Regions from separate parts of the Mus musculus genome. Here region 2 is linked to region 1. Evidence: chromatin contacts called from public promoter capture Hi-C data. All regions are on one chromosome and are shown on one strand. The core of a region is the stretch at or near the end of the contact, and the rest is flanking DNA. Distances in the headings are between cores, read along the strand shown.

The links. Promoter capture Hi-C pulls out the DNA fragments that hold promoters and counts their contacts.
Region 2: a contact with region 1 is called in a promoter capture Hi-C map of liver, with 8 times the contacts expected there. The contact joins the promoter of Casc1 here to the promoter of Pyroxd1 in region 1. A contact is called at or near these places in 2 of 39 promoter capture datasets (hippocampal neurons and liver) and 1 of 115 datasets of contacts at active chromatin or transcription factors (astrocytes).

The regions. Positions count from the first base shown.
Region 1 is chr6:142,342,944-142,349,794 of GRCm38.p6, forward strand. It overlaps Pyroxd1 (pyridine nucleotide-disulphide oxidoreductase domain 1), which reads left to right and starts at 2,754. Exons shown (of 12, transcript NM_183165.3): 1 at 2,754-2,864; 2 at 4,615-4,695; 3 at 5,580-5,699. The coding sequence starts at 2,790.
Region 2 is chr6:145,206,596-145,213,446 of GRCm38.p6, forward strand. It overlaps Casc1 (cancer susceptibility candidate 1), which reads right to left and starts at 4,375. Exons shown (of 16, transcript NM_177222.4): 1 at 4,212-4,375; 2 at 1,826-1,843. The coding sequence starts at 4,214. It overlaps Etfrf1 (electron transfer flavoprotein regulatory factor 1), which reads left to right and starts at 4,552. Exons shown (of 3, transcript NM_133688.3): 1 at 4,552-4,657.

The sequences.
Region 1 (6,851 bases), core at 1,504-4,003:
GGCTTACTCAGCCTGCTTTCTTACAAAACCCAGCACTGTCAGCCAGAGAATAGCAACATCTACAAGGGGTGGAAGGCATGGAACACCAACTAAGAAAATGCCCTACAGGCTTAGCTACAGCCCAATCTTAGGAAGGCATTGCCTTCTCTTTTTTTTTCTGTCCATAATTTATTTTTTGATTCACCTTACATCCCAGTTACAGCCCCTTCCCTCCTCTCTTCCCAGTGCTGCCCTTACAAGTCTCCCCACCCCAGTTACCCAACCACCTTCTCCTTAGGGAGGGGTACGCTTCCCCTGGGTACCACTAAGCACCTCCTCTCCCACTGAGGCCCATTCAGGCAGTCCAGGTAGGGGAAGGGGATCCAATGCAAGGCAATGGAATCAGAGACAGCCTATGCACACATATACATCTATATTCTTGGATGCATTTTTATGTTAAAATTTACCAACCCAATATTGGTCGCCTATATCATACTTTCTATTTTGTTTTTTATAGATTTATAGATTTTATTAATTTTTGGTTAGCATAAAAATAATACAAAAAATGGTATATTATTACATGTTATTATATGTTTTGTTCTCATTTATTCCTCTCAACACATATTTTTCTAACTAAAATACTTTTATTTTTTAATATTTATTCATTTTTAGGGGTATGTATTAAACAACTGAGCATGTGTACTTCTTAAGAAAACTAACAAAGATCTGGAGAGATAGCTCAGTAGGTTTGGAACACTAGCTGTTCTTCCAGAGCATCCAGAACCCACATGGCAGCTCAGAATCATCTCCAATTTCAGGCAAGCAAATGCCCTCTTCTGGCCTCTGCTGGTACTGCATGCACATGATATTAATAATTTTATATATATGCAAAACATCCATACACATAAGATAATACAAATTGAGGGATTTTCTTTAGCAGCATACCAATATACTTTTTTTTTTGGTTTTTCGAAACGATTTCTCTGTGTAGCCCTGGCTGTCCTGGAAGACCTGTCTGTAGACCAGCCTGGCCTTGAACTCAGAAATCTGCCTGCCTCTTTATCCCAAGTGCTAGGATTAAAGGCGTGTGCCACCACTGCCCAGCTACAAGTATGCTTTTATTTTTACAAAGACTGTTTTTATATTTTGCATATGAGTGTTTTGCCTGAATGCATGCCTGTGTGTCATGTGTGTGCGGTGCCTATGAAGATCATATATATATATAAATATATATATATATATATATATATATATATATATTTAAGATACTAGGTAGGTGATAGATAGATGATATATATGTGTCATTTAAATATGTCATATATTTAAAATACTTTTTTGCTGTTTCGCTTTAAAGTCCAAAAGGCCTACTTATTCTTTTTATTCTTGACCATCCCTTCACTGTTTTGTTATTGTTTTTTTTTTATGTTCTAAAGTAAAACAGCAAATGGTGAATGGATACAGTTTGAATATTAGTTAATATTTCTATTTATGTTGATGAGTAACATGTCCAACAGAAGTTCTAACTATGATAAACAAATGAATCAGGTGTGTTTACATGTGGGTATTACAAATAGAACTATTTTACTGAGATCACCAACCACTGAAGTCACCAGAAATAGTAGCTGGGGTCGTGTCAAGGAGCTTACGACTTTGGTGTAGTTGGGATGAAGTAAAGCAGGGTAGGTTTAAACTCATAAGATGTTTTTGGGCTACATAGAGGCAACTCCTTTCTCCATTTTACAGTTATTAAAGTTATTGATGAGGAGCGGCAGCTTATTGAGGGAAAGGAGTTGCAAAAAGCTGACGTTGTGTGTGCTAAGAAAAGAAAGAAAGCAGCGGTGTCATTCAAAGCTGAGGAGCAAATGGTCTCCTGTAAAACGATGAAGCAGTGTATATCTATAATGAGATATAGAGTCCCTGTTACCCAGATTGGCCATCCTCAGAGTTTAAAGAATTAAAGAGGCATCAATAAATACCAGTGTTAGACAGAGACGATTAAAAAAGGCCTTAATATTAAAATCAAACCGCCAAGCGAGACAATCCACAAGGGCACAAAGATTAACAGCAAGGTAAGAGAGGATACTGCAGAGGAAAGAGGTGAAAACAACTCAGCCATTTCTGAACGCCATTCCTCAGGCAAATGAACACTAGGAAACTATAACTGTTAAGAAATGCTATGTTTTTGCACCTGTACATTTTTACTGAGCTCAGAATTGGAAGTTAGAGGCTAACTTCTTCAACTATTCAACAGTATTTGATTGTCATAAAGATGTCATAAAGAATGAGTTTTCAAAGGCCGGGCATGGTGGCGCACGCCTTTAATCCCAGGACTCGGGAGGCAGAGGCAGGCGGATTTCTGAGTTCGAGGCCAGCCTGGTCTACAAAGTGAGTTCCAGGACAGCCAGGGCTATACAGAGAAACCCTGTCTCGCAAAAAACAAAAACAAAAACAAAAAGAATGAGTTTTCACAATATCCCATTGCTATGTGAAGGGCAGCAATCGAGACTATTCCAGAGGATTCGAGTTCTTCCCCTACAGAATAAGAAGAGGCTCGCATGAAAGTCCCCTAAGGCAGGGGCAACCAGAGTTCAAGATGTGGGCGTGGTAACAGCCGGAAAGTCTGCCTCCAGATTTTCAAACGCAAAACACGTGGGAAATACTCATACGGACTAAGTGTGAGCTTCCGGGCACCCGTAGTCCAATGTCAATGGCCCGAGCGCCGGAAGTGATTTGTGGGCAGCGTCTCTTCCGGGTAGAAAATAGCTGGAACTTTCACCAGTGTTCAGTCTGCCGCCAGCCCCCGGGGAACTATGGAGGCCCCGCGACCGGCAGGGACATTCGTGGTGGTAGGAGGTGGCATCGCTGGCGTCACGTGTGCCGAGCAGGTTCGTGGGCGCGTGCTCCGCCCCTTCTGGACCCTGTTGTCGTGGTTACGGGAGATTGCGGCGGGCGGCACCGCTTCGCGGGTCGCTCTTCCGGCTTTTCCCCACGCCCACTCGGCGGCGCCGCTGGTGGGGAGGCTGCGCAGAGCCCCGTTGTAGCGTTTGGGGCCAGGAGTAGACAGTGCCTAATTAGCTAGGAATCCAAAATCGAACCAGACTCCGGGTGGAATAGTGTGCCAGTGGGCAGGAGACCTTGGCGTTTGGACAGAAAATTCTCCCACTTTTCAGATTTCCTTCACACATGAAATTTAGTTTCTTGATAAGTGCCACGACGTTAATAAATAATTTCAACGTTACCTTGAACTCCAAAGATAAAATTTCATGTCTAGCAGAAGTTTGGGGCAAAGGACTACAGATGAGGAAATTCTAATCATGATAAACAAATGAATCAGATGTGTTTACATGTGCGTATTACAGAAAAGAACTATTTTGTTGCGATCACCAACCGCTGAAGTCACCAGAAATAGTAGCAGGAAGTGTTTTTTGAGTTGTTAAACTTGGGTGGTGCAGCTCCTGTTTATCCATCAAAGAGTTCATATTCCAAGTCACGTCATCACTGTGTTACCTTAATCTTAGGAGTTACTGGTAGGAGTGAATTAAGGTAAGGGGTAATTAACTTCTCTTAATGTGTAAAGATTACCAAATAGAGAAGAAAAACATACTCCACAGTGTAGCCTTCATGGGAAGAAAGCATGACTTAAATTGCAAGCAGAGAAGCTGATAAGAGACAGAAGCAAGGAAGACTGCCAGAGTTCAGACCACATAGGTTGATACGACTTGCTGTGTTTAATGAAAGTCTGCAAATAGATGGTTTCGAGTTAGGGGTGAAAGCTTTGTAAATTTGATTAGCTACAGTGTGTGTGTTAAGGGCAAATGGTCGACAGCTGTGTGAAGCAGGAAGCTAACCTGTAGATAGTTCTCAGGAGTATTAAGTTTTGAGAACTTGATCCAACAAGAAATGTACAAGATAGATTACAGAATATGAAGAGGAAACAAAGGCAGAGAGTGGTCAGATATAGGACATTCAAATAGGTTGAGTCACAGGACTGTTGTATGGCCTGAGGGCGTGGGGTTGAGGGTGCTGAGCTTCGTGGGACATGAGCAGGGACATGGGACAGGCAGTGGAACAGAATCCAAGATGAGCAAACGACCACCCCCCTCCGGAGTGTAGGGAAAAGGTAGAAATCGTGAAACTGCTGCATGTTAAGTCTTTGTGTTTTGTTAAGCTAAGGTTCAAATGGCTCTGTCTTCCCTGAGTATGTACTAGTCAGAGAGGGAGTGTGAGGGCCATGGGAAGAGTGATGCTGAGATTCTGTCTCATATCGCAGCCTTGCTTTAATTTTATCCTCAGCGAAGGCAAGTAAAAACACTACTTTAAAATGAATGGAAGTAAGTAAGCAGTCTGTAATTGGCTGTATAGCTTTAAACTGGTATATGGAATAAGTCGGCCAAAGATACTGCTGTAGTGGTTTTAGGTCTTTGTTCTCCTTTATCGTGACTGTACTGTTCATCTTATCACTGTAAGGGTTTACCATCACCAGTGCTGTGGCACTGTGGCTAACACTCAGAATAACACGATTTTACATGTGAGACACTGACGGTTTATTACTTACAGTGCCATAGCACCATGACAGCATCATTTACTCAGTAATGCCTGATGTTCTCTCTCCTGTCCTTTCTCCTTAAAACTCAGCTGGCTGTCAGTTTCCCAGAGGAAGACATTCTCCTAGTCACAGCCTCTCCTGTTATCAAAGCCGTTACAAACTTCAGACAGGTGAGAGGCTCGGCGGAAGATGTGACACAGTTCCCTTTGAACTGTGTGTTGAATTTGTTCTGTCTTGAGAAGTCTGAAGCTTTTTTTCCATTAAAAGTCTACATGTTCAATTGTTCAATGTATATTAGATAGTTACTTTTAACTGAACTAGAAAATTCTGAGATTTTAACTTTTATCTCTTAATAAGACAAATCTCATTGTGTGTATTCATATAGGCCTCTAGGTTCCTTGGTAACTCAAAAAAAAAAAAAAAACAATGTAAAAAGCTCCTGAAAATAGGCATGTTGCAAAAGCCATACAGTCAGATTCCCATGCAGTGTTTGAAGAGCAGCCAAGGTTAATTACTGATCTGCAGAGTTCTGTGTAATGGTTTACACAAACTAGGGAGTTTGATCTGTAGGGGTCTGAAGGATTGTTTGTGGTTGAAGACATGGCAGCAGAGCCCAGTTCTCACTCCACTGTATAACGCATGTGGTAATCCACTTTCTGTCAACATGGCAACGTGCCAGAGAGTGTCAACCTCAAGGGACGGGATGAAAGAGGAGGAAGGGGGTCGGTCAGTCCATGATTAGGTGGCTCAGTGTTCTCTCCTGCAAGAAGGTGGAGCATGGCAGCCAGTGTGTGCTAGAACAAAGCTGCCCACTGCTCGTCAGCTGAAGGACTGAGTTGTAGTCTTGCTCCACAAGGAGCCTAATGTCCCTGCCTTAGGCTCCACCACCCAGAGACCGCCAGACCTTTAACTTGTGGGTCTTTGGGAGATATAAGAGATCAAACCGCAGCACTGCAGTGGGCTAGCCTTGTTTGTGAGTATGAAGCAGTACTGTATAAGACAAAGGAATAACTCCTTAACATGTGCACTGAAAAGTCTGTTTGATCTCATAAAGGTTTCTAAAGTACTGGAAGAATTTGATGTTGAAGAACAGCCAGGTACTATGCTGGAAAGTCGCTTTCCCAACATTAAGGTCATCGAATCTGGAGTAAAGCAGTTGAAAAGTGAAGACCATGTAAGACTTCTTCCTGTTAAATGATATGTTTGCACTGTTAAATCCCGGGGTTTGCTTCTTTTCTCCTAAGCATACTTCTGTCTCCACTATTATCTAAGCCCCTAAACTCTGTAGGCTAGAGGCATGAGTCCCGTTATTAGATAAGTCACCTGCTGGGATGAGCTCTGTGCTTCCGTTTACATGCTTCAGATTCTGGTGGTGTTTGTAGAATACCCATGATCCAACACAAGGCACTGACATACAGCGGAAATAACACTGGGTACTTGGTCCTATGAATTGTCCGTGTCATGGGGAGTGTAGGCTACATTATAATAGTTTACAGAAGTACAGTCATGAAATTGCCATCAAAGCTCAGGTGGCCAAGATCCAGTAAGACTTGACAGAGGGAGTGACAAGCTTGAGCTGGGCTTTTTAAAGATGGTGAGTTAGGAGTTTCGAAGTAGAAAAGGGCATTCTAAGAACTGTAGCCCCCACAGAAGGAAGCAGGGAAGACAGATGGTGAGTCGGTGAGATTAGCGGGTTGTGGAAAGGAGGCTGGTGAGCAAGCCTAAGAACATAAGATTGAGTGACTTCAGGGTTATTTGATAGCCATTTGGCATTGTAACAGTGTGGATATTACAGCATTGTGAGATACAGCTAACATTAACGTTGAGGTGAACTGAGCTGAAGCGAGTAGCTCTTGGCCAACCTCAGGTCACAGCCCACTTGGAGCTGCCCAAGGTAAGCAGGGCCGGGTTGGCAGGCACAGAATGATTGAAAAGGGTCCAGGTTTGAGCTAAGTTTACCAGCTCCTCAAGGTGTTCCTCCTCACACAGGAGCCTCAGGGATGCTGTGTCTGCATGCGAGCTTTAGGAAAGATGGGAACGGTGTCTGTAGTTGTCTCTGTAAACAGCTCTTAAGTTATGAGTAAAACTCAGTTCACTAAGAACAAAGGAAAAAGTGCCTTGTTCCATGAAAGACAAAAAATTTGAACTCCAAATCACAGTGAGTATTCCTTGTTATGGAAACAGAGTCCAGATAATAGCTCAGTTATTTTTTACAAGTGGAAGTGAGCTCTTAAAGGCATAGTATACAGGGACACTTACAAATCAGAATGTCTCCCAGTGACATCCGACAGCATCCCATGTGTGGTTCCAATCTCCATCTCTTGTA
Region 2 (6,851 bases), core at 3,125-5,624, 2.9 Mb after region 1:
TGGCCAGCACGTTGTGTGCCTTGACATGTCTATAAACTCAAACATGTACATATGCAATATGATCCAAGACTTACAACCAAAGCATATTTGCAGATGTGTTGAGAACCCACAGAGCAGACAGTGACTCCTTAGCGTGCCCTAGACACTAGTTACAGGACCCTAGGCAAGGCAAATCCCACATACTCAAACCCATACATAACGCCACAGTATTTGCAGGCAACCTACATATATCCTCTCTTACACATTAAACTCTACCATTCCGGACCTTGGCAGCAGCCATATTTACTGTTCAGGAATTGCTTCATGGTAAAGTCTGACATATTCACTGCAGTTGTGATTTTACAAATCTTTATCACCCAAACATTCCAAGGTGTTTCTTCTGGCTTTCCGAGACACACGGGACATGCTCTGTATTACCACATTTATTTAAAAACTTGTATGTGAATGAGTGTTTGTCTGAAGGTATGCCTGGTGCTCACAGAAGTGTTGGATCCCCTGGAACTAGAGTCATACAATTGAGAGCCACCATGTGGATGCTGGGAACCAGGTCCTCTTCAAGAGCAGCAAGTGCTCTTAACCACAGTACCATCTCTCTAACACCCATTCTCGTTGTTGTTGTTGTTGTTGTTGTTGTTGTTGTAAGGCCACTGTGTAGCCGAGGCTGCATTAGAACTTGTGGTCCTTCTGCCCCTGGGATCACAAGAAAGCACCACCATGTCCAGCATTCTGGTCATTATTCTGAGACAATTCTATGTCCGCTTTAATCCATGGATGCAGAAACCATAGATTAGGAGGGCTGAATGTAATGATTTTTCAAGAGAGGGTGGTGGGATTTATGGAGAACAGACCACTGAGATTAAAAAACAAAACAAAAAGCCTCTGCTGTGGTCGGGGAGGCAACAGAGACCAGTTTCTGAGCACAGACAGGACGGTGGAAAGATCAACGTGCCTTTTACGCTCCTGCAGGTGGCTTCTGCTGAACTCTACGGACGCTGCTTTATAGGACCTCAGGACCAATGTGATCGTTTTCCATATGTCATGACCAGAGCAAATCAAATGTCTTTGGTAATTGCTTAATTGTGTTATTACACTTTTGGGAGGGGACTCGACTGGCCATGTATGAGGGGTTTTGTTGTTGTTTTGGGCCCAAGCTGGCCTAAAACTCATGATCTCCCTACTTTAACCTCCTACAAGCTGGGATTACAAGTGTGAGATACTATGGCACACTTTAAGAACTGACATAAAAAAAAGAAAGAAAGAAATTTTTTTCAAGTAAAACATAATCTGTTGGTAGGCTAAATATGACCTGTAATTAGGAGATTAAAATATCTGCTTTAAAGTTATCAATCTACAAAGCAAAGAGGAGAAAAAGATATCCCAGACATATGGGTAGTATCTCCTTTATTCAACCTCAGTTTCTACACTGTACAAACAAAAGCAGAAAACCACAAGTGTGCTAGCTGAAGGTCCTGTTTTAGTCACAGGAGGACTGTAACTATGGCTTATGTTTATCTGAAATAGAGAAAAGGAAGGACTAACCTAACATATTCTACAGTAGAAGAAAAAGGTGAAGCCTCATAGCCAGACACCGGTCAGCACTAAATGCAATCTATATGTTTTCAAACTAGAAATACCATCAAATGGGAAACACATCTGTAACTATGAAGAATTATCCAATGATGTAAATAACATTATTATCTAAAAGGTGAGTAGCAAATTCGATAAACTATAACTAACTAGAAAATTATTATAAAATTCCAAAAGATATTCATTTGTACAGTATGATCATAAAACTATTTATTTTGAAAACATAATTTCTACATACCTTTTTTGATTTGGGAGCCTAAAAAGTTGGAAAACAAAAGAATTGACACATTTTAAAACAGTATTCAGATACTTTCAACAGAGCATCACAAAATACATTAATTAGGAGAAGCTAGAGAAGAGCCCGAGGGAATTTCCTTTGTGCCTCCATTGCAACTTTTCTGTGACTCTTTGGCTACCTTAAACTGAAAAAATACTATAAAAAGAAGTCAGAACAAACTGAAAACACAGGCAAGAAAACCCACAAGATTTCTCACGAAGCATCTTTTTGAGTTAGTCAATACAATTTCCTATATCAATGAGTCTGTGATAGGAGAGCAAGCTAAAAAAGGACTGGTTGAAAAGATGCCCTAAATCTCCACGCATTACTGACTATTGATACTATTTCAAATTTGCAGATGTAGCGGCTGTCTAAAAGAAACCTTTCTATTACATAAGATTGATAGTATTTTTTTTTAAAAATGGGGAGAGAATCAGTTTCTTCAAGTTTGCCAATTAACGATGAAGTGAAGACTGCCCAGCCACATGATTTACAGTCAGTCTGCTCTTTTTGGAAAGCTCTGTCCTTCAATACTGATTTACAAGTACAGGTATTTCCCGTGATGCTATTCGTAAACTCCTGAGAAGGCCTGTGTGCCCATCAGCTCTCTGGTAAAGAACCTGTAAGAGGCCGTCTGAGTGTAAATTACACAGTTTACATATCTGAAGAGCTGCACATAGGAAGGGCTGGTTCGAGCCATGGGAACATCATTCTAAAATGCCAGTGCCAAATTTGGCACACAGTAAATGAGATTTAGACGACATCTTCCTGCAAGGTGCACACATTTCAGAAATTCTCTCCATAAATATTCATCAGGGAGAGAGCAACGAGGGAGGCTTTGCTCTCATGTGATTTTTACAAATAATTTTTATCCTGGCTGTAGTATTCCCTGACACATTGTTAACATATTTCCATCTTGAAACAAATACTGTATGGTAGGCTATGTAAATATCCTCCTCAAAGAGCATATCCTAAAGATGATGGGCACATTTTTATCCCTCACTAGTATTTCTAACATGAAACAGGTGTGGGGAAAGTCCTATCTTTATCCTTCACATAAACATAAGAGCCATCAGTAGTAAAACTTTTCAACGTTCAAGTGGCAAAGGACTTCCTGACAAGCTTTTTGAGAAATTTGTCCTCTTGGACTTACAGTATAGTTGCTTCCCTTCCTGAATTGTATACTTCCTTAGATTGTGGGGTTGAATTATGCATTTTCAAATTCATATACTAAAATCTTAACTTCTTGTGTGTTAGCGTTTGACCTGCTTATGAAAAGGGTCTGTAATTATTTCACCCAATTAAGAAGAGCTGATACTGGAACTGGACAGGCCTCTGGCTCAATATGGCTGGTACAGGTTACAAAGAGGAATCTTGGATACAGACCCTCATGAAGAAAATAAGCATCGTATGAAAAAAATGAGTTTACACTGCTACACACTAAAGAACTATTTAGAAGTAGAAGAGAGATCTGAATAAATCCCTGCCCCCATGCTGACACCCTGACCCCAGATGTTCAGTCTCCAGAATGGTGAGGTAAGCAGTTTCTACTGTTTAAGCAAACATGTTTATGGTACTTTGTTTCCTGGAAGCCCCATGATACAGTTAGGTTTGAAGCTGCAACCTCCTGGAATCTACATTTTAAATATTCCCCCAAATGGCTTGGAAGTCTTTGAGAAACAGTGCTATGTAGATAGGAAAAAGAAATTAAATCCACCTTTCGATGTAGCAAATACGTGCTTGTTCTTGTAATTTGCCAGCAGTCTTAACTTGGCTGATGACCCATTGGGGGTCTTGCCAGGGGAGGCCTTCACTACCCATTTCTTCCCACCACTTACAGAAAATACATACTTATATCTTAAAAGAGACTGAAAAGCACCAATCTTTTCTTCTCTCCTACCCTTAATAGCTTGATTACTCCGCTTTAGATACACCAGCTGTTACCTTGGTAAAGCTTGTGTCTGATATTCTGCTTAACTGACAGAGCCGGAGGGCTGTAATATTCTCCTTTGTGTGTCTCTGGCTTCCAGCCAGCAAACACAAATAATGCACTCTGAATCTCCCCTCAACGAGTGTGATAATTGATGATCTCTTGATGGAGAATGGGAAACAACACACGAAATTTGCTCCATATTGTTCTGCGTTGGAATGAAAACTTTTCTGACAAGGCAGTCAGAGCCAAAGTGGGAATGTACATCACCGGAAGCTAGTAAAGTTTAGTCACTGCAAAGATCTGGATCTCGCCACCTCTGGATCGCACTGCCCCTGTCTGCCTGCCCTCCCTCGACAGCGCTGAAGTGGAATCCGCACTTGCCCCTTTCCTGTCTCCCTCACTTTCCTGGCTTACCATGACAGAAGCAGGAACTTTGCTTAGGGATAAGTGAACTCTGCAGAGCAGGAACGCTCACGGTTGTCAAGACGACAGGCCACGCCCACTCACAACTCCCAGTGTTTTGCGAAGGACAACCTGCGCAATCGCACTGTAGTCTTCCGGTGAGTACTGCCCAAGTCGTAGACTGGTTACACAAGCCACACTTCCCACATAAGGTACGCCCACATCGCGGCTTTTACCTAATCCCGCCCATTTCCGCCTGATGCCCCGCCCCAGCAAAGAAAGCGGCCTCGAGTCCCATACACTGCTGCCTGTAGTCCCGCCCTGAGCCCACCCCCGCCTCTCAGCTCCGCCCACTTCCGGCAGACGGTCGGAGCATTTACGGCCGTGGTGCCGCAAAGCGCTGGAGTGAGGCGGTCTGAGCAAGCTGTCGTCTGGACCCCAGACCTGCTGGTGGTGAAGTATGCCTTAGGCGAGGGCTTCCGGGCGTGGGGAGAGCTGCGTCTCACACTGAAACGCAGGCTGACCTGGAACTCGCGGGCATCCCTCAGCTTCCTCCTGAGAGCTGGGGTTATAGCCGAGGCCCGCCACGGCCAGCCTTGTAAAAAGGTTTCTTCCTCGCTTCTTTTGCGTCTGGACGAGCCCTTCCCGGGGGATCTGGGGAATGGCGCCAGCTCACGACTAGGTGAAGCCATAGGTTCCGGGCGGGTCCCCCAGGGAGTCATCTGGCCACAAAGGCGAGCTCCAAGAGGGTCGCTACCTTGATATTAAAGTAGTACAGATTCTTCACTGATCGTGGGAGTTTAGTTTCTATGCAAAGCATTCGCCCTTCTCAAGAGCTGCTCACACACTAGTTTAACGTGACTTCTAAGAACCAGTAAGCCATTGTTGTCCCAAGGTCACGGAGCGCTGTACTGTTGTGGCAGCCTGCAGAATTTCAGCCCTTCTCCATAAGAAAAGGCACTTGAGACGTAGAGGAATGGAGACAGTTCTTTAACCCAACCCCAGCTTACGGCCCGTCTAACCCAAGATAGAGTACTAATGCTCTGTCCCTTACATAAACTAAATGTTCTGTTCAGTAGGACTGACAGCTAGTTTTTGTGGGTTAAGGTCATTGGTTGCACAACACTTAAGACCTTACTGCCCTCCGAACCTTGGTAATGAGATAAAAACTTAACACCTACTGCATATAAATTCAAATTTGTTTTATCTTAGCTGTTGAGGTATGGAAGGTAGCCTTTGTTTTGAATTATTCAACAAAGCAACTACTAGTGTTTAGTGACAGAAAACCTCAGACTAAACTAGGAAGTGGTGTGGAAGTACAGTAATTAACATGGTGACTCAGGAGAAATGGCCTTACTCAAAATCACTGTGTCATTATCAACTTCTCTCCTAAGAGGAAAACTAATAGTAGAGATGTGTTAGATCCCATGGTTCAAGACTCTGTGCATGCTTTTTTGAGTTTTGATGTCCTCTAGTCCCTGGGCAGGATTTGTGAGTAATAAGAGGGCTGCTTTCTGGCATCTCTTCATCTTGACACGGGTTGTACTAGCCCCTCTCTCCTGTCATGTACCTGTACCATCTAAAGGCGTATGGTCGCACAACCTCTGGTATGGGGAAATCTGACAGGACAGTTTTCCAGTACAGTCTGAAGGAATACTGAGTCTAGTTCACTAGACCACTGAAACAATACACTGCCGTCTCCATTTCCTTCAGCTTTTTTTTTTTTTTTTTTGGTCACTTGAACATCATGGGGCAGAATAACATCATTGGGCATCAAGCCCCTATTAGAAATAATAGTGTCCTACTAAAATGACAACGCCATCATTCCTTTACTCAAAGTCCCCAGGGAGAAAGGACTTACAGCTCCTCCTTGCACATATCCATGTTCCTGGAATAGCCCGTGACTTTGAGCCATGCACTCATCCAACTTTGATAACTTCCAGGACTCCATGCAGGTCTCTGCAGCAATTAAGTTGTTTTCTAGTTTGCAAACTAAAGGTTTTTCCCAGCAGCAAAAATAAACTAAAAATTCCTGAAAATCAACTGTATCATAAATTACCATCAAAGTGCATGGGGCAGGGGTAGGCGAATCTTTTATTACTCATACTCTGTGGGAAAAGCAATTGGGAAGGAGAACTAAGGCAGGTCTCTAAAAGCTTTCACAAGTTACAAATGCCAAGTTTTATCTATATAATAATTTCAAGCCACATAGTTTTAAGTCATTCTTCAACAAGGTATACCATCCTGGTATTATATTACTCCTCCCCTCTCTCCCTACTCCCACTGTTAATATTATTAGTTAAACACACCTGTTAAATTACCTTTCAGTATTACACTAAATCTTCAGGGAAAGAAAACAAACCATGAAATTAAAAGAGAAAAGAGAGAGATGGTTATGGCAGTAAGACTCTGGAAGCTGGAGCCCATGAGTGACTATGAGTCAACCCTAGCAAACCTCAGTGGACACTCACTACTCTTCCCAAGAGGAAGCAAGCAGAATCAACTAGGATCTGTACACTTGGACACTAAACGCAACACCAGTCACAATTGTCAGTATTAGTGACAGGGTGCCACTATGTAACTTCAATCATAGCTCTCCTTGAACTAAGGGTCTTCCCCTGCCTCAGCTTCCATCCAGCTCAACACAATAAT